Linked DNA regions of Triticum aestivum: region 2 is linked to region 1. A link is a contact called in public HiCAR-type data. All regions are on one chromosome and are shown on one strand. Each heading gives the region's core, a stretch centred on a gene start, on an enhancer-like site or on the middle of the called end of the contact. The rest is flanking DNA. Distances are from core to core; before and after follow the strand shown.

Evidence for each region. HiCAR-type assays count read pairs that join an accessible place to other places.
Region 2: a HiCAR-type map of leaf shows a contact between it and region 1, with 4 times the contacts expected there. The contact joins two enhancer-like sites. A contact is called at or near these places in 1 of 5 Hi-C or Micro-C datasets (leaf) and 1 of 1 datasets of contacts at active chromatin or transcription factors (leaf).

The regions. Positions count from the first base shown.
Region 1 is chr2A:59,562,367-59,567,677 of IWGSC CS RefSeq v2.1, forward strand. No RefSeq gene overlaps it. Among protein-coding and RNA genes, the nearest start is that of LOC123187447, 3.1 kb to the right of the region's middle. Within about 2 kb of position 1,970, at least 2 of the 8 cell types and tissues checked have an H3K27ac peak or open chromatin away from gene starts, as enhancers often do. A contact at or near this core is called in leaf, where this site is marked.
Region 2 is chr2A:59,789,554-59,794,890 of IWGSC CS RefSeq v2.1, forward strand. No RefSeq gene overlaps it. Among protein-coding and RNA genes, the nearest start is that of LOC123187448, 71 kb to the right of the region's middle. Within about 2 kb of position 1,743, at least 1 of the 8 cell types and tissues checked has an H3K27ac peak or open chromatin away from gene starts, as enhancers often do. A contact at or near this core is called in leaf, where this site is marked.

The sequences.
Region 1 (5,311 bases), core at 720-3,219:
GTCTAGCCACGACAACAACAACAATGGCAATGAAGTTCTGGGTGGAGAACGGTGACGGAGTCGGTGGAGGCTCAGAGCAATAGTTGTAGTTGACAGTGTTGACACTGGATCCGTTTTCCTTTTTGATTCTAGGATATGTCGATGATTAATGCACTATTGATCTTACAATATGTGTAGAGTTGTGTAACGAAGTAGAGAGATTGGTGGTGCCCTAGGGATCTTGTTGGTGATATTGGAGGCATGGTAGTTTACCCTGGTTCAGGCCTCAACATGGGTAATAGACATACACCGTGCCTACCTATCTTTATCGATAATTGGAAATTTTATAATGGTGTTCCATCTATCTAACGAGCTAGTTTTCGAGTATAGGATACCTGCATGAACTTATTCATTGGCGGGGATTCATCTGTTCCTGTAGAGGTAGACAGAAGACGATAGTTTGGGCCATCTTCGTGGGATGCAATAAGATCAGGTGATCCCACAGTGTTTACAAGGAAAAACAATTAAGTTGTATATCTCAAATTAAAGACAGTGTGGTTTAAGCTCCCACTTGTTTTTATTTAACTGAAACCACCTTTCTGTACTAGAAGAAAATTTAAATTGTTCATCTTAAATTGCGCCAAGTTTAGCTTCACTCTTGTGTTCCTTTTAACAATCCTCGTACCAATCCAGTCGTGTGCATACACCCTGATTGTCGTATGGTTGTCCATCACTCTTTAACTGATTTTGGCCCAACTGCAAGGACAAATGAAGAATCACTACAAACACTTCATCAGTAATCAAAAAGCATGGTATAAACCAAGGAGGAAAGTTATGAAATTTGTTAGTAATTACTACTCCCTTCGTCCCATAATATAAGAGTGTTTTTGACACTACACTCTTATATATCTAAAGTTTTCACGCTTTTGTATTATAGGACGAAGGTAGTATTATATATCTAAAGTTTTGACTGATTAGTGGAATGGTCAAGCCATCAAGAGAATGTGTTTTGTTTATACGATCCGTCCTAGTGGCACAGTGGATTTGTATATATCGGGTCCTGCATGCTTGGAGAACGATGCAAGTTTTATCTCTGAACTTTTTCTCCAAAAGGAAGGATAAACCTCCCGCTCTCTGCACCCTGGAATGCACACCCGGATGCACGCACACAGGCTTATCTCTGAACGTGTGTTGCCACATTTTCTCTTTCAGCTCGTGAAAACTTCGAGGTTGACATATGGTGCACCTTTTTTTTGTGAACGGACATATGATGCACCTGGTCACGTTGAATTCCAACGCGGGCAGAAGTCAATTGTTTACATTTTCATTTTCATTTTCATGTGGCTGCTGAAGGAGAGCAGTGATACGGAATGGTCAAGAGATCGATCGATGCAGGGACTAGGTACCTAGCTAGCCTAGCTAGATGTGGTCGTCACGTTCAAACGGCTTTCTTCATGCAACTGAACTCCATGCTGACCGTGCGTTCATCTCGGTCATCCACATCGTCGTCCCCTTTAATTTATTCTCGTCCATCTCACCGGCAACTATACATGTACCCATTTCTATCCGCCAATTATTTGTGTGGCGGCGGCACAACCACACTACATGCTAGCTGCGGCATGGGTTTCTACCAAAATAGGCTGAAAAGTTGCAGTTAGTTTCGTCATGTTCTTCCCACCAGCTCATTCAAAAACCTGATATACTGATTGTCACCTTATATTCTTTGTTATCTGGATACATATTATTGATATACACACACATAATAATAATAATACATGCAAGTCTCCGGAGAAATTTGTGCAGGCTTATCGCAATTTTTTTAAATAATAATATGTACAGGCAGCTGGGGGCTTATCATTTGAGCTGACCTGCACGCGCCAGGTTTGTCACGGAGCTCCATGTCAATTCTGGCAAGTGGAGTGCTCGGGAGGAGTTCCTACAGCTCTAGCGCTGGCTGCGCGCGCGCGTCCGTCGCCGTCGTCATCGTCACGGCTCACGAGGACGGATGACCACCACCATCTCTCTCACCAGTTTCAAGATCGGGTGGGCGGGCCGGCCGACCGACGGCGCGCGCACGTCGACACGTGCGACGACGGCGACGGCAAAGCTAGCCCAGGTCCATCGACCGAGTTCACGTCAACGGCGACGTGCGCGCGCTCGATCGTACGCCACGCTAGATGTGCTACATGTCGTTGTTCTTCCAATGCTTGTCTGGTTCCATTTGTTTTGGCAGACAAGTAGGACAAATTCACTATTTCAATCCTTTTGGTTAACTTAAAGCACGATCTGATCCTATGTGCAATTTTTTTTGGATATGCCCATTTTTCTATCGTCATTGTCTTTGGCGGTATGCTAGCACATCCTACGACCAAGGTCTTTGGTGGTAGAACTTACGTACACTGTCACGCCTGCTCGGTATGAAAAAGACCCTATCGCCATGGTCTTTAGCTGTAGGGAGATGCATGCAATGATAATAGGGGCACACATGCAATAAAATAAAGATGAAAACCCTACTGCTATAGGCTATGACGGTAGGGTAACGCATCCTATCGTCATAAACCATGGCATTAGGATGCGTTACTGTACCGTTAAAGACAATGACGATATACAAATGATCAGATCCAAAACAATTATGCACATATGTCAAATCGTGCTAAACTAATGAAAAAAGGGTCAAAATAGGAATTTGGCCGACAAGCACTACCCCAAAGGTACCCTATAGCTAAGCTACGGGCCTACAGTACGTGCCTGGAAACAAAAAAAGTTGTTTGTTCGTGCATGTGATGTGTGTGCACAGATTGATAGATATATGCATGTGCAGTGACCGTGTGTCATTAAGACGAATCTTAGCGTTGATGGGTTTGGTAGACTAGTTCGTTCGAGATATAGGTTTGTCGTCTGCCACTTGTCACACACGTTTGGTTGGTGTTCTCTCGACTAGTGCACCTACGTGCCTGCTTGACTTGAGTAACTCGACTCTACCTAGTTTTCTTTAGAAAAACACTGGCCGAGTTTCATAGCATACAGCTTAATGATAGCTAGTGTCAGGTTGCTTGTCACACCGTAAAAGTAGTGGCTACGGACCTAACTTCATACATGTTGACGTACATATGGGACTGACCAGCAAGTCAAGGTTTTTATTGCGAAAAGAAGTACTCCCTTCGTCCCGAATTACTTGTCGAAGCGGATGCATGGCAGGCTACGTCATGGGCTCAGCCGTCACGGCCTTGATCTGCGGTGCTACTTTGGCTGTTGCGGCTGCAATTGTGGTTGTGCTAGTTTGGCCCTAGCAATCTCCGTCTGTCATGACGTCTTCCTATCGAACCTAGACCTCTTCGATATGGCCACTGACATATTTCGGTCTTCCCTGTTAGAGATCTATATGGATTGGCAAATGTCGTCCCTGGATATCTAGATCGAAAAGGCTCCGGTCGCGCGCTCTTATATTATCAGCCAACACGGCTTCAAAAGGGCGCGACGCGAAGCTTCGCTTTATTATCAAAGTCGTGGGACATGTCTAAGTCAAGATTTTCAAGACATTGATGGAGGTGGAGAAAGTCATTGCGGCTGCGATTGGAGGTCTTGAAGCATTGGCGGAAAGGTGTACTGGATGCGATGCAGACTGTGTGCTAGGTGTTTGGTGGATTGCACAACGGCCTTGGCAGGCGGGGGCGGCAACACTAGAGGTCTGCAATTTCGGTGGTGTTCCTCGAGTACCGAGTCTCGATTCCTAAGTGAAATCCAAGGTCTGGCCTTCATTGGTTGTACTTGGCAATGACCTTGTCGAAGGCATTGTTTTTTCGGTGAACTTGGACTTTTTGCATGGTGAAAACTCAAGATCTTCGATCGGGCAACGATAACGCTTATGCGTTGTTTCCTTCTAGGAGGCGTTGCTTTTGGAGAACCTTTTTTGTAAGCCGGGTGTTGTTTTTGGTGGTAGTTAGAGGGTTGTTGTTGCTAGTGACTGATCACCGTGGCGGGGCTCTTTTCTTCTTTCTTTTTATTTCTTTTTTTGGTTGTGTGTATCCTTGATGTCTTTGAACATCTTGTTGGTACAAAGGCCGGGTGTAATTCGTATCACCGTGATATTAATATATTCCCTTTCACGAAAATATATAGAAATGAATGTATCTAGAATTTAAAATACATCTAGATACAATCATTTATGCGACAAGTAATTTTGAAGTAGGGAGTACTCCGTATGATTGTATGAGCTATTCGATTAGTTGTGATCCGCATGCACATATGGACTTAGATGGCATCCAACACTGGCATGAACACGTTGGTCAATTCATTAACCAGCCATTTCATACTCTAGGGTAGCTTTATTGATGAGTAGCGGCGCGGAATACTGGAAATAAATCATGTATTTTATCGGGGAATGAATATGGCACGTCCACTTCACAATTTGGATTTCCTGAGTCAGGTCTTTCAGTTGATAAGGACGAGCCATGCATGGCCAATGAATTCATCGAGAAGCTAGTGCGATGGCTAGTGGCCAAGTACTCGAGTATATGGATCGACATAACGTACTACGAAACTACCAACGAAAAACACCACATCCACACCACAACCAGATGCAAGGACTTGCACAATGCCAACAAAAACACCACATCCACAACCAAATACAAGGACTTGCACAATACCAACTGAAGGCTGGACTTGTTTCAAACTCGGATACAATCATACGGAGTACTCCCTATGTTCGGAATTGGTGTTTATATAACCCCCCACCCCCCCTCCAAAAAAAATTATATTCCGGTTTGTTCAGTTAAATAAATTAACAGAAATACTAGAACACAGTCGCCCGGTTATTTTAATGTTCCAAACTCTTTTTTCATTAATTGGTGTCACAGTCTCTCCCTGGTGAAGTTTCATATACTTATATGAAATCCGAAATAAAAGTTACTTTTGCGGCCACACTTTTACAATTTGGCAAACAAGAGATCAAACCTTTAGAAAAATCACTTGTCAGTCCCCTAGATTAAACTTTACAAAAAAAAATTCATAAATTACACTCCCTCTATTCACAAATATAACATGTTTTAATTTTCTTTTAAAATGAGATGTATGTAAACACGTTTTGGTGCACTCATTTCAGTTCATATGCAGTCCATTTTGAAATATCCAAAACATCTTATTTTTAAGAATGGAGGGAGTACTTTTATTTGTAGCAATTGCACCTTTAAAAAAACTTCCATAAATGAAACCAAGTCTATAAACAACAAGAGAAATAACTCGGTTCTTTGCATTCCGAATGAGAATAACCCACCCCGACAAATGAGCGGTCAAGCCGGATGACAAAAGTGTGAGTAAGAAAGATTAAACTTCT
Region 2 (5,337 bases), core at 493-2,992, 230 kb after region 1:
ATAATTGGTAGGGCTTAAATTTGAAAGCAACCCACTCCAAGTAATAATCCATGCTCCGCCTACTCCCATAAGTGATGTCAAACTAATAGTAGTTCTAGGTAACCTCAATAAAATTTTTCCTTCTAGAAAAGTATTGTGTGGCATACTAGGTTAAGACGATGACTCCCTTTTCCCCTTTCCCTTCCTCTCTCACCTAGCCCCGTTGGAACTCGGCAGAACAAAGGCCAACTCTCTCCTCTTACGACGATGTCGGTCGGTGTGGAGATGGGAGCAAAGCGTTGGAGTCTCATGTTCACAGTTGGGCTGGGATTAGTTGTAGGGCTTGGTCAAGGTGACTTGTTCTAACGGCTTCTAGTGTCATGTCGTGTTGGCGCTTCCTCCTCCCGCACCTAACTTGTGTTCAAGGGCTTCTAGATCTCACCCAATGTGCCCATCCATGGTGGATGGTTGATGGTGTTGATTGGTGGTGGATCTGAAGGAAGCACTCCCAATAAGCTCGACTTGCTCCTTGATCTGGAGGATTTTCTTCCGTTCGACCTCGTGGTAGTGGAAAAGGAGTTGGGGAAGAGTAGGCCTCAAGAGCATATCGATTGAGAAGAGGATCATCACCAATGATGCTTGCGGAGGAGCTACGATGCCTACTATCCAATAGCGTTCAACAGCTGACCTTTAAATCCTCGTCGTTGGTTTTTCTAGCATGAGGGCCGTTCTTATATTCTTCGGTATGGATGCCGAAAAGAAGACAATGCAGGTCAGTTTCGAGTCTATGGTTACTTCTTCAAGAGACCTTTGTTGTTGCAGGGGACTACATCGAGGTTTCACTGCCCCCACTCCCCGATGATGGTGCGATTGTAGAAGCTACTTTTGGACCCCGATTGTAGTCTTGTTTCTATTTGAGGGTCCTTGCAAAAATCAGGGACTGTCTTGTAATTTTCTTTTTTCTAAGTGAGAAATTAAGCTTGTTGGGTCTTTCTGGACCAACTACTGTTCAAAAAAAGTATCGTGTATGTATGTATGTTTCAAAAGGCGGAATATTCTTTTAGTAGGAGAGGATGTTTCCATCGATAACGAGACGTCTATGATGACTTCATCAATGTCAAAACCGGCCGACCCAGTCTCTCAGAGGTGTTCATAGAGCGCATGTGTGTGTGCGTGTGAGTATCTCCATCTTTTCCCATAAAAAAAAAATGGACTTATAAGTTTAAAAAAGAGAACGTATAACCGGGTAAAGGTAGCTGTTGGGCGTGGCAAAAGTCTCGGTGTGGTTATCCGAACGCAGCACACGTGCAAGCAAGGCCGGTATATCCACTGGGCATCGTTCAGTCCCCTCTCGTCTCGCGCCAGTCTCTTTGCATGTGAGAGACAGGACAGAAGGGTACGAGTAACGTGTCCACGTCGTGGTGTGAGACGTGCATGTGAGGTCAGGACGACGTGTATTTATATCGAAACAGATGAGAGAAATAAAAAAGACACGTAAGTTTATATGGTCGTCTTCATGCTCCTGCAGCTTGCATGGAATTGCCTCACTGCATACGCACTAGAGACATGGCGTGAATTCGGTCACGTCGAGGGGTTTCAGTTTCATTCATGCATCATGGATGCGCGCGCGCGTGCCGCTTTTGACTGGCCGGTAGCTTCAGAGGACACGTTCCACGGAAGAGCTAGCTAGCTAGCTGGAGTGAAGTAGTGGTAAGCTGTTGCACTCGACGCAAAAAGATTTCGATAGCTCTTCATCCCCGTCCCATCATAAACGTACCTCGCCGGCCGGGCTCCACATTGCACAGCTAGCTACCACTTGTTCGGTCGCTAGCTAGCCACGCCACTTCTTTCTCTTTCAGCTCTCTTTCTTTTCCACGTAGAAAATATATAATTTAATTGAAGATGTTTGTCTTGGTGGCTAAAGCAGAAGCTCAGAGCAGCCAGATAACCTTTTCACACGTTGTAGTAGTAACAAACCTGCAGACATCTAGATGCACTCAGCCAAAGTCACGAACGGGAGAAAAGATTCGAAATAACCACGTAGGAGTACTCTGATTTTTACTACCGCGTGAGGTTCCTGGAAAACACATGTTACATGCAGGACGACTTGACTAGCTAATGATCAGCGCTTCCGTAAGAAGGCTGGCCACCGGTTCCAAATCAGACGATAAGGTTAGGTAGCTTATGATTTGAACCAATAATCCACGCCGACTGCGCTCACAAAAGGGGCGGGGGAGTGAGACCTTAATGGGAGGGGGGAGATGATCATGCGATAACAACTTGACGCTTATCGCTTCGAGATCGCTCTCCGGCGGTGTCACCAGCCTCTTCGAGACAAGAAAACAGACTGAACAGTCCAGGAATATATAGAGAGCACTAGTGTCTGGTGCATGCATGTGTGATGTGTGATGTGTGTGTGAGAGACTTCACAGCTGGTGCTACTGGACGATGCAGCGGGAGTTGTGCGTAACTATCTCGTTTCGACCAAAGCTACAAGAAATTACGCAACCACAGCTAAGCATCCATTGATGGAGTCATTGGAGTGGAGCAGTGATATGCAACTTGGCTGCTAAGAAAAGGATGGAAGTTACTGTAGTAAGATCGACCTGGTTCTGGTTGGTTATGGTAATTCTCAACGTGCTGTAAATCCCATTAGTAGGTGAAAAAGTGAAGGAAGGAAAAGATTTGGTCGACGCATATCCACCAGGTGTCGACATTAGCGTGGCGTACATCTTAGCGTCTCTGTAGACTGTAGTTTATACGAACACGTGGTGTCGTAAGTGCAAGTGGTAAAAAACCGCACGCTACGTACGCCGGTGGTAGTCCTGCCTTTTAGCCTACAGTGACATCTTCCAAATGGAGCATCTGGACTAGGAGTAGTAGATCGACAAAGCCGACGAGATACATTTGCACCATCCAAGTGTGAGATGGACGTGCAACCATGCATGCGTGCGTGCATGCAGCTACCGTAGAGACCGCGGAATATACTGTGACAATGAACAGTGTTCAACTCCCACTTTACCAGTCGGCCGATTGAATATGTGAAGCTGATCGATCGTGTGGTAGAGGAAAGTAAAGCTGTGTGTGTGCGTGGGTTTTTCTTCTTCAGCTTATCTTTTTTACTGGACAGAGATAACTTCAGAGTGAGACTTGTCGACGGCGTCACGATGTATCCATAATCATGGAACGCCGTCGTCCTTGTCTTTTGTGGTGCCCGTTCAAATCCAGCTTGTGAAAGCTTGTTAATTAATGGTAATTTTCTGATAGGGCAAGGCTGAGCTTGACCGTTGTACTGCAGTTTTATTTGAGGTATATTCCCAAGCTCGAGCGTGGTAGTAGATTTTTTTTACCTCGTGTCACTGTAGCAGCGCTGAGCAGAACAGAACTGACTTTCTCTGTCAGGCTGGGCAAAACAAACATGGTAACTTCAATCTTTTTTTTTCGACAATGCAATTTTTTTTCTATCTCCACTAGAACAAGCTGATTCCTATTTGGCGCCCGCTATCGTTTTGTGGGAGCTCCTATAACGCGCCTTTAGCGCATACGGCTAACCACTACAGCTACTCGAATCTACTGACTGAAGGTAGCGCCAATGATATAAGAACACTATGCCCGTGATATTTATTGCAATACCGTCCAGTGTCACACTTAGAATTTTGAATTATTTGGGAAAATCATGAATTTGAAAAGTTGATTACTCGGTGAACTACATTCCAGTAAAAGAGTTTCACGAAAAAAAAATGAAAAACGTTCATCAAGTTTATAAACGTTTTTTAAATTACTCTTGAACATTTTTTAGGTTCATGATCTTTTCTAAATTTCATCAAAGGTTTTAAATTGTGGACTTTCTCAAATTTTTTAAAAAAGTCAAATCCATAAACTTTTTTAAATCTGTGAATTTCTTTTGAATTCATGAAAACATTCAAATTCATGAAAAAATAAACTCACAGACCATTTCCAAATCCAGGAACATTTATTTAAATCTGCAAAATTTTCCAGAATCCATGCAATTTTTCAAATCCGCGAAACTCTTTTCAAACCCACGAACGTTTTACAAATCTGTGAACTTTCTATGATCCGCGGATTTCTTCAAATTCGTAATCTTTTTTAATTTCGTGATTTGTTTTCTAGAAAAGTCAAGGATCAAATTCCTCAAAGGGTCAATGGTCGTCAGTGGGTCAGAAGTCAAACCGTCAAATAGAAAAACAAACTGTCTGGCGGGCGCGAGCATGCCCACGTACACTGGGCCGGATACACTGGGCTGCGGTCCATGAGGCGGAGCTCAGGCCGTTGTGCAGTTTACCTGGTACTAAGGCACCAAATAGGAGGTCTTCTAGAAAGAGCACAGTTACTTGCAATTCGCGTCAACAAAAAATACAGCATTGTCTCAAAAAAAAAAATACAGCAATCTATAACGCCAAAATCAATAGTTAAAGAGTATCCCTTGCAAATGTCACTCCTACCTTCTGAGATGCTAACAAGTGGCGCACTGTATGTGCGCCACTTGTTGCAACCTGTGACTTTCTCTTTGTTCATAGATTTGTTTGTTTGTTTTTTACATTTTATCTCTTGAACCATGCATTCAAATCCTGAACTGTTTTCATCATTGGATACCCGCATTGAAATCTTCGAAAATAGATCCTATGATTATCGGTTTTGGTGGAAAAAAATCATGATTAAAAAGGAAGACAGAAGCGTGGTATTTTTTTTCATTTTTTCCCAAGCATGTATCTGTGTCTTCACGAGATCAAATTTGTGCTTCTTATGGAAGCACAAAAAGGGCGTACAAAATCCATGACTTTTTCCCTTTACGAAGAAGCACATCTATCCTTCTCACGAAAATAAATTTGTGTCTCGAAGGAAATAAGTGCTTCTTGTGGAAGCACAAGAAGAAATCATGGGTTTTTTTTTTCTCTTTCCGAGTGCTTCTCACATAAAAAAATATGTGCTTCCATGAGAGCAAATTTATGCTTCTCGTGAAGCAAAAAAAAAATGAAAAAATTCATCATTTTTCCTTCTCATGAAAACAAATATGTGCCTCTACAAGAAAATTTGTGTTTCTCGTGGAAGCAAAAAAATCATGATTTTTCCTTTTCCTAGAAGCACAGTTGTGCTTCTCATGAATATGTACCTCTGTGAGAAGTGGGAAAAAATCAAGAAAAATAAATCATGATTTTTTTTCTTTCCGAGTTGTGTTTCTCGTGAAAACAAAATGTGCTCTTGCGGAAGCAAATTTGTGTCTACTGTGCTTCTTGATGAAGCAAAAAAAAAAATCATGATTTCTTTTCTTTTCGGAGAAGCACAACTGTGTGCTTCACGCGGATGCAAATTTGTGTCTCCGCAAAAAGCAAAAATGTG